3 separate regions of the Mus musculus genome follow, and all the other regions are linked to region 3. Evidence: chromatin contacts called from public ChIA-PET and promoter capture Hi-C data. All regions are on one chromosome and are shown on one strand. Each heading gives the region's core, a stretch centred on a gene start, on an enhancer-like site or on the middle of the called end of the contact. The rest is flanking DNA. Distances are from core to core; before and after follow the strand shown. Region 1 overlaps Chia1 (chitinase, acidic 1). Region 2 has its middle 29 kb from the start of 2010016I18Rik. Region 3 holds the start of Kcna3 (potassium voltage-gated channel, shaker-related subfamily, member 3).

Evidence for each region. Promoter capture Hi-C pulls out the DNA fragments that hold promoters and counts their contacts. ChIA-PET counts read pairs in DNA pulled down with a chosen protein or histone mark.
Region 1: a contact with region 3 is called in a promoter capture Hi-C map of hippocampal neurons, with 3 times the contacts expected there. The contact joins the enhancer-like site here to the promoter of Kcna3 in region 3. A contact is called at or near these places in 5 of 39 promoter capture datasets (frontonasal cranial neural crest, hippocampal neurons, liver and 1 more) and 1 of 9 other capture datasets (embryonic stem cells).
Region 2: a contact with region 3 is called in an RNA polymerase II ChIA-PET map of memory CD8 T cells, with 160 read pairs. The contact joins the enhancer-like site here to the promoter of Kcna3 in region 3. A contact is called at or near these places in 1 of 39 promoter capture datasets (the C10 cell line), 5 of 115 datasets of contacts at active chromatin or transcription factors (the 230-238 cell line, large pre-B cells, memory CD8 T cells and 1 more) and 1 of 9 other capture datasets (embryonic stem cells).

What each region holds. Positions count from the first base shown.
Region 1 is chr3:106,129,978-106,134,214 of GRCm38.p6, forward strand. Chia1 (chitinase, acidic 1) reads left to right here. Exons shown (of 11, transcript NM_023186.3): 9 at 642-761; 10 at 848-989; 11 at 1,796-2,141. The coding sequence ends at 2,040. Among named protein-coding and RNA genes, the nearest start is that of Chia1, 19 kb to the left of the region's middle. Within about 2 kb of position 1,849, at least 24 of the 459 cell types and tissues checked have an H3K27ac peak or open chromatin away from gene starts, as enhancers often do. A contact at or near this core is called in hippocampal neurons, where this site is marked.
Region 2 is chr3:106,455,187-106,459,366 of GRCm38.p6, forward strand. No RefSeq gene overlaps it. Among named protein-coding and RNA genes, the nearest start is that of 2010016I18Rik, 29 kb to the right of the region's middle. Within about 2 kb of position 2,510, at least 5 of the 459 cell types and tissues checked have an H3K27ac peak or open chromatin away from gene starts, as enhancers often do.
Region 3 is chr3:107,034,070-107,037,994 of GRCm38.p6, forward strand. Kcna3 (potassium voltage-gated channel, shaker-related subfamily, member 3) reads left to right here and starts at 2,093. Exons shown (of 1, transcript NM_008418.2): 1 at 2,093-3,925. The coding sequence starts at 2,354.

The DNA.
Region 1 (4,237 bases), core at 599-3,098, 900 kb before region 3:
CTTTGCCTAAGAATTTCATGAAGTCATTGTTTTTAATAGCTAAATAGTACTCCATTGTGTAAAAGTACCACATTTTCTGTATCCATTCCTCTGTGGAGGGACATCTGGGTTCTTTCCAGCTTCTGGCTATTATAAATAAGGCTGCTATGAACATAGTAGAATATGTGTTCTTATTACATGTTGGAGCATCTTCTGGGTATATGCCCAGGAGTGGTATAGCTGGGATCTCAGGTAGTACTATGTCCAATTTTCTGAGGAACCGCCAAACTGATTTGAAGAGTGGTTGTACCAGCTTGCAATCCCACCAGCAATGGAGGAGTGTTCCTCATTCTCCACATCCTCACCAGCATTTGCTGTCACCTGAGATTTTGATCTTACTCATTCTGATTGGTGTAATGTGGAATCTCAGACTTGGGATGTAATAAAGTGAGGGTGATAGAGCATGTACTTATTTAATATGGCAAGTTCTGGGTCTCATCTCCATCAATGCAAAGAGAAAATAACTCAGTTTTACTTTCTACAAAAAACTGAATTGTAAAATTTAGGTAACCCTAACTGGGGATATGAATGGAAAGAAGATAATGTGTTTTCTCTTTAATGGGGTTAATATTTAAAGGGTTTGATTCTCTTGACATTCAAAGATTTGCACCTTTCTGAGAAGTGGAGCCACTGAGGTCTGGGATGCCTCCCAAGAAGTGCCCTATGCCTATAAGGCCAACGAGTGGCTTGGCTATGACAATATCAAGAGCTTCAGTGTTAAGGTAAGGCCAGCTCCTTGGATTTGCTGCCATAACAGACCCAAGGCTCAGGAAATCAAAGGAACCTTCTACCCTCTACTCTTAAACAGGCTCAGTGGCTTAAGCAGAACAATTTTGGAGGTGCCATGATCTGGGCCATTGACCTTGATGACTTCACTGGCTCTTTCTGTGATCAGGGAAAATTTCCTCTGACTTCTACTTTGAACAAAGCCCTTGGCATATCCACTGAAGGTAAATGACTGCATTAGTGTCCTGTGTGTGTGTCTGTGTGTGTATGTATGTATGTATGTATGTACGTATGTATGTGTTAATAATGTCTGCTTATTAATTTAAAGGCAGTCTTGGCATTCTCACTCCTATTGTCTTGGGATATTCTTCCCATTTCAGTCTGTTGCACTTGTCCAGGTGACAGAAAAGTTATTGACATTCCCTAAATCCTAATTTCTAAGGGAATTATGGAAAACCAAGCTTATTTTTGGAGTGTGTGAGATCAGATTTTCTAGGATTTCAAGGTTTGTAAGAGTCTGAAGAAATTGTGCTTACTTTTTTACATACAAGTTTCTCTCTCTCTCTCTCTCTCTCTCTCTCTCTCTCTCTCTCTCTCTCTCTGTGTGTGTGTGTGTGTGTGTGTGTGGTGTGTGTTCCTTATTCAATGTCTTGCTTAGGCTCCTGGGGAGAATTAACAGGAAGCTTTGCCTGTATTCTTATATATCCACTCCATCACTCAGGGAATATTTCAACCTTCCTACCTGTTCCCATGTTTTTCTTTCAGAGGTATTTACAGTCATATCTTAAAAATATCTGTTTTTGCATATTAGGTCTTTCTTGAATGTCTTAGATAGCAAAAGAGAGAACAAGATAATGCTGGCATGCATTCACATTACATCTTTTCTTAGTTCCTGCTATGTCTTACAGCCTCTTCAGTTGTGAGACTGCAGCTAATTGCATCCATATTCTGGCTATAATGCACATAGTTTACTTTACTGCCACTGCTTCATCAAGCCCACCCATCGACTCACTCTACTTGTATGTTTCAGGTTGCACAGCTCCTGACGTGCCTTCCGAGCCAGTGACTACTCCTCCAGGAAGTGGGAGTGGGGGTGGAAGCTCCGGAGGAAGCTCTGGAGGCAGTGGATTCTGTGCCGACAAAGCAGATGGCCTCTACCCTGTGGCAGATGACAGAAATGCTTTTTGGCAGTGCATCAATGGAATCACATACCAGCAGCATTGTCAAGCAGGGCTTGTTTTTGATACCAGCTGTAATTGCTGCAACTGGCCATGAACCTAATGCCATTCTTCCAGAAATTTCTGCACTCTCCTTTACTCCTCACCAAAAGTAACTATCTTCCCTTTAACCTTATGCAATAAAATTGGTAGCCAAAACATCGGTGTTCTTGATTTTTCACAGTTTTGTTGAAAACTTTTCTTTACTTAGAAATACCAGCTATGTATGGGTTGGAGGGAGAGGGAGAGAGAGAGAGAGAGAGAGAGAGAGAGAGAGAGAGAGAGAGAGAGAGAGAGAGAGAGAGAGAGAGAGAGAGAGAGAGAGAAATTGTGGAGCCAACCACCATACATTTTCTACTGTGGAAGATATTTGATGTTTGGTGATGAATCAGTAGCCTAGGAACCATTATCAAGGACTCTGTAGTATTTGCAATGCTGCTGGGGTTGCTGAGGAATAAAATCCACAACTTTCTGTTAATCTTGCTGGGGATCTGGAACTGTTTTAGTAATACTGAAATTAGAAGCAGTGGCTAGATATGCGCTATGGACTGTGTAGCATGAAGTACCTGCCCAGCAAAGAGGCTTACAAGAGTCTTTATCAGCAGTGTCAAACTGACTCCTAGTGACTTAATGCCTTTCCAGAACTTAGCAGAAAAACTTCTTTCTGCAGTAGATAGCAATTGACACAAAGACCTGCAACTAGTCAAGGCACAGAGAATAAGAAACTTGGAGCGCTTAACCCTAAATGAGACATCTATGTCATATCCCTTCTCCTCCTACAGCTCAGGGCTCATCACAGAAGGGGTTTTCAAAAGATTGTAGGAGCCAGAGGCAGAGGATAAATACAAGGAAACTGTTTTCTAAATACTACAGAGCAGTTGTAGGGACACACAAATTAACAACAGTTGTGACAGTATACATAAGAACTCCAAAAGGTCAAACCAGACAAATACCACCATTGAGAGGAAAGTAGGCCATGAAGTTCCACCCCTAGCTGAGATGCTATTGATAATTGATAGGGTTTAGAAGTCAGTTTTTTTAAAAGTGTCACACAACTCAAGAATATATAAGCAGCACAAATTAGTCTCAATGAGTTTGAAAACATGAGAACACAAAATTGTGTAGATAAGGAAATGGGTGGATTTAGGAGGAGATAGGGGAGGAAGTGAATATGATCAAAATACAGTTTAAAAATTCTCAACAAAAGAGACGAGGGTGTAGAGAAAAGAGAGCCCTCTCATTTACTGACAGCTGCAGTCACTATTCCTGAACTGACATTCACTTGTCACAGTACCTTGTCCTCATTCGTATGTTGTGTTGTAGTAAAATGACTTTAATATTTGCCTTACTGATCCTTCTTAATTATATAGTTCAGTTTATTGATACTGGTCAAACATCACTACCATTCTTTTTCACCTTAAAGAATTTGAACTCCATACAAAAACCAAACCAAAACCAATCCATTAACCACTGATCCAGTATATCTGCTGCATTCCTTCTTAAAACAACCGCAGTAACGACCAGTTTATTCTCTTCTAAAAATTCTAATATTGACTAAACCTTACAGTGTTACCATTTTGTGATTTACTTTGGTCATTTAGCATAATGTTTCATCTATGTTTGTGACATTCAGAGTCACTTCTAAATGTCATTTCTAAACCTAAAGAACATTCCAGTCTAAGTACACAATACAGAATATTTATCAACTCACCCATGATAGATACTTGTTGCTTCCATGTTTTAGTTACTGTAGGCAATACTGCTATGAACACAAGAGTTCAAATATTTCTTTAACTATTATTAATTTCTTTTATTTTGATACTTTCTAGTTATTATCTGATTTTTTTAGCCACCCTATTAGGTATGAAGGAATAACCTATTGTAGTTCTGATGAACATTTTAAAAACTTGTTTATGGTCCTTCCTATATCTTTATTTTTTTGTGTGTAAAAGTATATTCAAGTCTTTTGCTTGGTTTGGAATTGGGTTTTTTCCTTTTTAGTATTTATTTATGTAACATCATATTATGTTTATCATATCACAATTTCGTGCATGTCTATAATTTATTATGATTTTTTTTTGGTTTTCTGAGAGAGGGTTTCTCTGTGTAGCCCTGGCTGTCCTGGAACTCACTCTGTAGATCAGGCTGGCCTCAAACTCAGAAATTTGCTTGCCTCTGCCTCCCAAGTGCTGGGATTAAAGGTGTGTGCCACCATGCCCGGCATGTATTATGATCTTATTGATCTAAATCATCCT
Region 2 (4,180 bases), core at 1,260-3,759, 580 kb before region 3:
GCTTGCTGACAGAAGCCTGATATAGCTGTCTTCTGAAAGGCTCTGCCAGTGCCTGTCAAATACAGAGGTACATGCTCTCAGTCATCCCCAATGGAGGACCTAGAGAAAGGACACAAGGAGCTGAAGGGGTTTGCAGCCCCATAGGAGGAACAACAATATGAACCAACCAGTACCCCCCACCCCCGAGCTCCCAGGCACTAAACCACCAACCAAAGAGTACACATGGAGGAACCCATGGCTCCAGCTGCATGTGTAGCAGAGGATGACCTTGTCAGTCATCAGAAGGAGGAGAGGCCCTTGGTCCTGTGAAGGCTTGATGCCCCAGTCTAGGAGAATGCCAGGACCAGGAAGTGGGAGTGGGTAGGTTGGTAAGCAGGGAGAGGGCAGGGGGGAGTCTAAGGGAAAACCAGGTAAAGGGATAACATTTGAAATGTAAATAAAGAAAATACCTTTAAAAAAAAAAGATTGTGGAACCAATGACATGACCAGTTGGGCAGTTAAGGATATGCTTATTCTTGACCAGTAATAGAAAGAGAAAAACTCACAAATCAACTTCACCACCCTTTGTAGTGTGAGAGGTTAGCACATGAGAGAAATGTAGAGGAAAATATGTTGGTAAAGGAAAGGAGTATTGTTTTTTAGTGGGGAGGATGGTAGAGTTGGATCAGACCTCAGGCCAGGCTTGAACTGCTGTATAGCTGAGATTAACCTTGACATCTTGCTCTCTGTGTCCCTGCCAGGATGACCTCCTACCTGGCTACATCCCTGTCTTTTCTAAGAACGGGTGAATATTTTCCAGGGACTGGGACACATTCTCTTTTCATTTGTTTTATGTTTTTTTTCCAGACATTGTTATGTTGTCTACTGCCATGACCATGGGGGAGAGATATCACTTAGCAGACAACTGGTATTCCAATGAAATTATAAGCTTCAGTAGCCTCTCTGGCAGCCTGTTACAGTCTCTAGTTTGTGCCAGCCAACCTGAAGAGGAATTTCTGGTTAACGTGTAGAGCCAAGCTTGGTAGCATTTACTTCAGAACTTAAGAGATAGAAACAAGAGAATCAGGGATTCAGATTAAGCCTCTGAGACATAACTAATTTTGGGTCACCCTGAACTACATGAATCCTGTATATATATATATATTATATTATATATTTTATATTATATATAAAATAAGATCATGGCATAAGATACAATTGTAACAAGGTTACCTGAGCAATAAAAGCCTGAGGAAGGGCAACAGAACAACTGATAGCCTTCAGAGCCATCTTATCTCAGAGTAAATCCTGAGCCTTTATAGCACCCCCACCTCATTCGGTCATCAGAAATGGGCTGGAGAGTGAAGATATGGCTTTGGGCAAGGGCATCACCTGCTCCTATGACAGCTCTGAAAACTCTGGCAACAGAAGTTGTCGATAACTATATATAGCCTTTCTCTTCACAGAAAGGCCCTAGAAGACTGCTCCTAAGAAGTGATGTCTACATTGGTGAATTCCAGCCTCTTGTCAGAGCCAGATATAGAGAGACAGATAGTTACCCTTTCTTACAATCTTTCTGGAAGAATGACATTTTCTTAAGTGATGCTGACTGCAGTATGTGCTCATAGCTAGTTTTCTCGTTGACTGTTGGTAGAGATGTAGGCCAATGAGAATCAGATGTCTAAATAGAGAGAATTAGAAAATTTACAACTTGAGTACATAATGAAACAGGTGGTTTTAAGCTCTTCTGAGTGGTCTATTAACTTGGTTGTTTAAGACCCTTCCCAGTTAGCATGAATGGGGTCTAGAGGGGTACTAGCGGGAGACTTGCTGGTTGCGAACACCAAATCTTGGTAGAGGACAGAGACTGAAGCGACAGTAACTGAAGGATGGATGCTCACAGCATCCAAGCTGGGGGAGGGATGGTGTGGATTAAGGGGAAGAAAAGCCTTCAGTGTAAAATACCTACAGTCTACACCTTGCTCTGAAAACTTCCCTGCTTGAATTTCACTTCTTCTATTACAAGAACTTGAGTCCCCCAAAAAGCTTCACCTATGTTAAAGATTCTGCGAACTGATTTATTGATTGGAATTCATTGTGGAGAGCTAAAATTTTGCAGACCCAAAATTGTCTTGAGCTATTTTTAGTTCTTTTAATCGCCTTTTATCATTGAGCTCTGTATCTTATTTAAGGCTTCCTATCAAGAAAGACTTTTGAAATATGCTCTTAGCAAGAACTAATACTCACCAAGCCAAGAGCTAAGAATGTCATCAGATATGTTCTATGCAAGGTAAAGATTTCCCTCACTTTGCTGTAACATGTTTGTTTACCTAATATGCCTGTCAATGTATTTGGTACATGCATTGGTCTTTGACGTCTGACTTTTATTTGTTTTGTGACTAACAAAAGCTCATGTAACCACTTACAGATTTATAAGAAAAAGCAACTTATCTACTTGTTTCTGGCCCATGTTCTCTCATATTTGCTCAAAGTAAACACTTTTATTCCCTTTGAAGCAAGAATTGTGTTCTCACTGAAAACCTCATGCCAGTGTACTCTGACTTAGGTAACTAGATTAGAGGCTAAATGTTACACATATCTGATAAGTGCTTATAGTTGCCTGTAGTCATGAGGAAAGAAGTTTTACACCATAAAACTAGGGAACTAGATAGACATGTATTGCCATTATTGTTTAGCTTTTGGTACCTGGTCCCTAAGAAGAGAATAATGAATGAGATAAGTCCTACTGCTACTTCAGCGTACTGCTAAGGTCAGTGCAAAAAAAAAAAAAAAAAAAGGTTGAAGTAGCCATAAAGAGCATAGACATCCCAGTGAACAGAAGGAGACAAGGATTCAAGTATGAAGAGGCTGAGATGTCTGGAATGGTACTGCAGAACACTAGAGAGAAGAAACAGAGAGATTCAGCAGCCTGTACTGTGCTGCTGTGGACATTTTTTTCCTTTGAGACATTTATTGAGAAAGGGTGTCATGAAGCCCATGATATCCTGAAACCCAATATAAGGAAAAGGATTAGTTGAACTTCTCATTATCCTATCTCTTCATCCCAAATGCTGGAACTACAGGTGTGAGACACCACAAAATAGATAAAAAAGAGAATATTGTGTTTTTGTAGGTGACAGACATAGTGCCTTAGACTAGGTTAGTAGCAGCTAACAGTTAACAGTGAAAAGTTAGAGGTCATGGATGGCGAAAAAATTCTGAGATGATAAATGAAGAGAATATGTGTATGTTTTGGATTTAAAGTGAAGAGTGCTGCCTATGTCTGTATACATATCTTTCAGCTACTTCTTAGGGCCAAAACCTAGGTGCCAATTAGTACAGAATTTTATATACTGCAGAACTGCATGGGTTTATATGTCTTGGGTATCTAGTTAGACCAAGGCCTATCAGTTTCTCATCATTCAACGAGACACCTCATGAAAAGCAACTTTAGGGATGAAGGATTTGGTTTGCTCATGTTTCATGGAGATGAGTGACGTCTGAGGTGCCATCAGTGGTGACAGGACCTTGCTGCTTGATGTGTACATCTCAACCTATCAGGCATCAGAGATGCAGAGAAGAGCCAGAAGTGGCCTATAGCTCTCTAACCCTGAGTCTCTGTGGCCTTACATCTGAAGGCCTCATGTCCAAAACTTTGCACAACATCCAAAAACAGCATCATCACTGAGTACTAAATAAGCACAAGAGTCTATGAACATTCAAACTAACTCATGACCTTTCACAAACTATCTCTTTCCCCTTTTTCCTTGTGTTTCCTAGTCTTAAGCTTGATGCTATACTTCCACATGCAATGTCAGTTCCCAAGTCAGCAGAAACAGCAAAGAGACAAAATAAGTCAAGCCAGTTAACTGTGTTCCTTTTCACCCAGAACACAAAAAGTTTTCTGAAAGCTACAACCAGTAAAGTGCCATTATATCACACCAACAAACTCAGAAGAAAGATGTTAACATGTTTATTTAAAATTACAGTATTCCAGAAAAGGGTGGTGGTACACACATTTACTCCCAGCACTTAGCAAGCAGAGGCAGGTGGATCTCTGTGAGTTAAAAGTCAGCCTGTTCTTCACAGTGAGTTCTAGGTTAGCCAAGGTTAGATAGTGATGTCCTTTCTCAAAACACACAAACATACAAACAGATAAATAAAATTACAGTATTCCATAGATTCAACTAATTACACTAGG
Region 3 (3,925 bases), core at 843-3,342:
TGAGCTAAACTGCTAAACTTCTCTAGATCTCAATTCTAAGATAAGGGCTGTCCTAATAAGGCCATCAAGGTCTTCCAGACAAAGCAAATGGATGAAAGCAGTGAGAATAGGCATTCTGAAAGAGAGATACTTTACAGCAGGGAGAAACGTGTGACCATCCATCACGGGACCATCCTCTGCTCTCATCTCCTTTGCCTTTGATTAATATTAATTTCAGTATTAATTCCTGCAAAAGTAAGAATAAATCATCTCCCCAGTCAGACATAGAAGTGCAAGAAACAGTCTTTAAAAATAGGGTCTTTGCCTCTCAGTGAGCTCTCCTTGTGACACTCCGTCTTTCCCAATCTTAGATTTACAAAAATAAATATGTAAATATTCATCAACTGTTCCCCTAATCACTGGTTAAAATAAGAAGCTGACCATTGCACAACAGATTGCTCTGAAACTGTGTATTTAAGAGGGATTTAAATGGTTTCCCAGTTTCTTCATCTGACAATAGACTCCACTCTCTGCAGTGCCCAGCACTCAGATGGTTGTAAAGCGAAACATGAAGGAATGATAAAACAAAAACAAACAAACAAACAAACAAACAAACGAAAACCTGGTGCTTGTTACACCCCCAAATGCTGCTCTAGAAACTTGTAGGGTGATTGGACTGCTGGCTCAGCTCTCCCTCGCTCCCCAGCCCAGGAATCACAATAGGGTCCTGAACTCAAAAGAAGAAATATCTCCCCAGAGCAGACAGAAATAAATACAAAGCATCACTTGTTGCAGAATTCAGTACAACAAACAAATGCTGAGATCCCAGGATTTCCAAGTTGCTAACAACAGAAGTTGGGCAAGCCCTCTTTATCATAGTTTAGTAGTTGGGAGAGGGGGTAAGAAAAACATGACGACAGATCACTCTTACATCAAACTGAATTTTCAGCTAACTTCATGGAATGAGTGAATGTCTAGACAATAGTTCCTCTTTTGCAAACGATTGCAATGATTCAAGGGGGTAACAGAATTTTGTAACTCTGGTACTTATACTTGGGGTAGCTAAATGTCTGGGAACAGAAATTATGTTTAAAGCAACCAGCACAATTTAGAGAAACAGTTTAAGGGAGATAATATTTTCTGTAGGCCCATATCAAGCAAGAGAGGCACAATCTGCAAAATGAAGGCTTTCCCACATTAACAGCTAAAATACACTTTCTCGAGTTCCCTACTGCAAGGGCAGGTATCATTGTGTTAATTAAACGCTAGGTATTGGGCCTGTTCGTCACACAGTAAGGTGTGGTGAATTTTCTTTACCATTCCCTCTTATTTTTTTCCACTGCCCTCACTAATCCCAACCAGAAACTTGCCCCTGATTCTGCCCGCACTGAGCTAACCATTATAAAAATGAGGTCTCCAGATGCCTTTAAGGACCCTCTTTTTAGACTGCTGGGAAGACTTGAGACCCCATGTTACCCATTAACCCATTGCTTCCTGTCCAAAAATATCGTTTACTGCACCAACACCCAGGTTTTAGCATTATTCTACCCCTCTAAATCCGGATGCTGGCCCCAGACTATCCTATCCTGCACTAGCCCAGACAACCTAGCCTGCAGCCCCTCCTCCCAAGACATTCAGGGTCTGGATGCCTGGATGCCTCCTTTGCTTGGGACTTTTTGTTACCTACTCTAGTGGAACTTGCCCTTCTTGGCAAAGTGTCAAGGGCCAGGAGGCCTCCCTTCGAGGGATGAGGTGTGGTCCTTGCGTGGGTATAACAGCCCTGAGATTAGGTCTCGACCACGCGCGGGAAGGGAACGCGCGCTGACCAGGAGCGAGCAAGCAGAGCCCAGGAACGAGGTCAGGCGGCCGGGTTCCTCCAAGGCCAGCGTGGCTGGGTAGGGGTTCCGCGGAGTCTGGGGAGTGGGGTGCAAGTTGGCGGCGATCCAGTGACAAAGAAGGTCGAGGAACAAGGGTGGCAAGCGGGAAGCGGAGCGCGCGCGCGCGGTGGGCGGGAAACCCGGGGGCGGTGGCAGAGAGGCGGGCGCGCGCCCCGCGGGGAGGGGTGCGGAGGAGGGAGGAGGAGGCGTCTGGACCGTGCAGCCCCGCGGGCCGCGCCAGCCCAGACAGAGCCTCGCGGCAGCCGCAGCAACAGGCGGCGGGGCCGGGCTCGTAGGGCAGAGGCGGCGGTGGGGCGGGGAGCTCCAGGAGGAGCGACTCGGGCCGGCAGCCGCCAGCAGGGAAGGAAAGCACCGCCGCCTCCCGCGCTCGACCGCCGCAGCCCTCCACCCATCACCGCGCCCACCCTGCACCGGACCCCGCAGGAGGCGGCGCGCGCATCCTGCAGAGCCCCGGCCACGCCGAGCTGCCGCCAGACATGACCGTGGTGCCCGGGGACCACCTGCTGGAGCCAGAGGCGGCGGGAGGCGGTGGCGGGGACCCGCCTCAGGGAGGCTGTGGCAGTGGCGGCGGCGGTGGCGGCTGCGACCGCTACGAGCCACTGCCACCCGCGCTGCCCGCCGCGGGCGAGCAAGATTGCTGCGGCGAGCGTGTGGTCATCAACATCTCTGGGCTGCGCTTCGAGACGCAGCTCAAGACCCTCTGCCAGTTCCCCGAGACACTGCTGGGCGACCCCAAGCGGCGCATGCGGTACTTTGACCCACTCCGCAATGAGTACTTCTTCGACCGCAACCGACCCAGCTTCGACGCCATCCTCTACTACTACCAGTCCGGGGGCCGCATTCGCCGGCCGGTCAACGTGCCCATCGACATCTTCTCCGAGGAGATCCGCTTTTACCAGCTGGGTGAGGAGGCCATGGAAAAGTTCCGTGAGGATGAGGGCTTCCTGCGGGAGGAGGAGCGACCCCTGCCCCGCCGTGACTTCCAGCGCCAGGTGTGGCTGCTCTTCGAATATCCGGAGAGCTCCGGGCCGGCCCGGGGCATTGCCATTGTGTCAGTGCTGGTCATTCTCATCTCCATTGTCATCTTCTGCTTGGAGACGCTTCCCGAGTTTCGCGATGAGAAAGACTATCCCGCCTCCCCGTCGCAGGACGTGTTTGAGGCTGCCAACAACAGCACGTCGGGGGCCCCTTCTGGAGCCTCCAGCTTCTCGGACCCCTTCTTCGTGGTGGAGACCTTGTGCATCATCTGGTTCTCCTTTGAGCTTCTGGTGCGGTTCTTTGCTTGCCCCAGTAAAGCCACCTTCTCCAGAAATATCATGAACTTGATAGACATTGTGGCCATCATTCCTTATTTTATCACTCTGGGCACTGAGCTGGCTGAACGACAAGGTAATGGGCAGCAGGCCATGTCGCTGGCCATCCTGAGAGTCATCCGCCTAGTAAGGGTTTTCCGCATCTTCAAGCTCTCCCGCCATTCTAAGGGGCTGCAGATCCTAGGACAGACGCTGAAGGCTTCCATGCGGGAGCTGGGGCTGCTCATATTCTTCCTCTTCATTGGGGTCATCCTTTTCTCCAGTGCAGTCTACTTTGCTGAGGCAGACGACCCTTCTTCGGGTTTTAACAGTATCCCGGATGCCTTCTGGTGGGCAGTAGTAACCATGACAACTGTTGGTTATGGTGATATGCACCCAGTGACCATAGGAGGCAAGATTGTGGGCTCTCTTTGTGCCATCGCAGGTGTCTTGACCATTGCATTGCCAGTTCCTGTGATTGTTTCCAACTTCAACTACTTCTACCACCGGGAGACAGAAGGGGAAGAGCAAGCCCAGTACATGCACGTGGGCAGTTGCCAGCACCTCTCCTCTTCAGCCGAGGAGCTCCGAAAAGCCCGGAGTAACTCCACTCTGAGTAAGTCGGAGTATATGGTGATCGAAGAGGGGGGTATGAACCACAGCGCCTTCCCGCAGACCCCCTTCAAAACGGGCAACTCCACAGCCACTTGCACCACGAACAATAACCCCAACTCCTGTGTCAACATCAAGAAGATA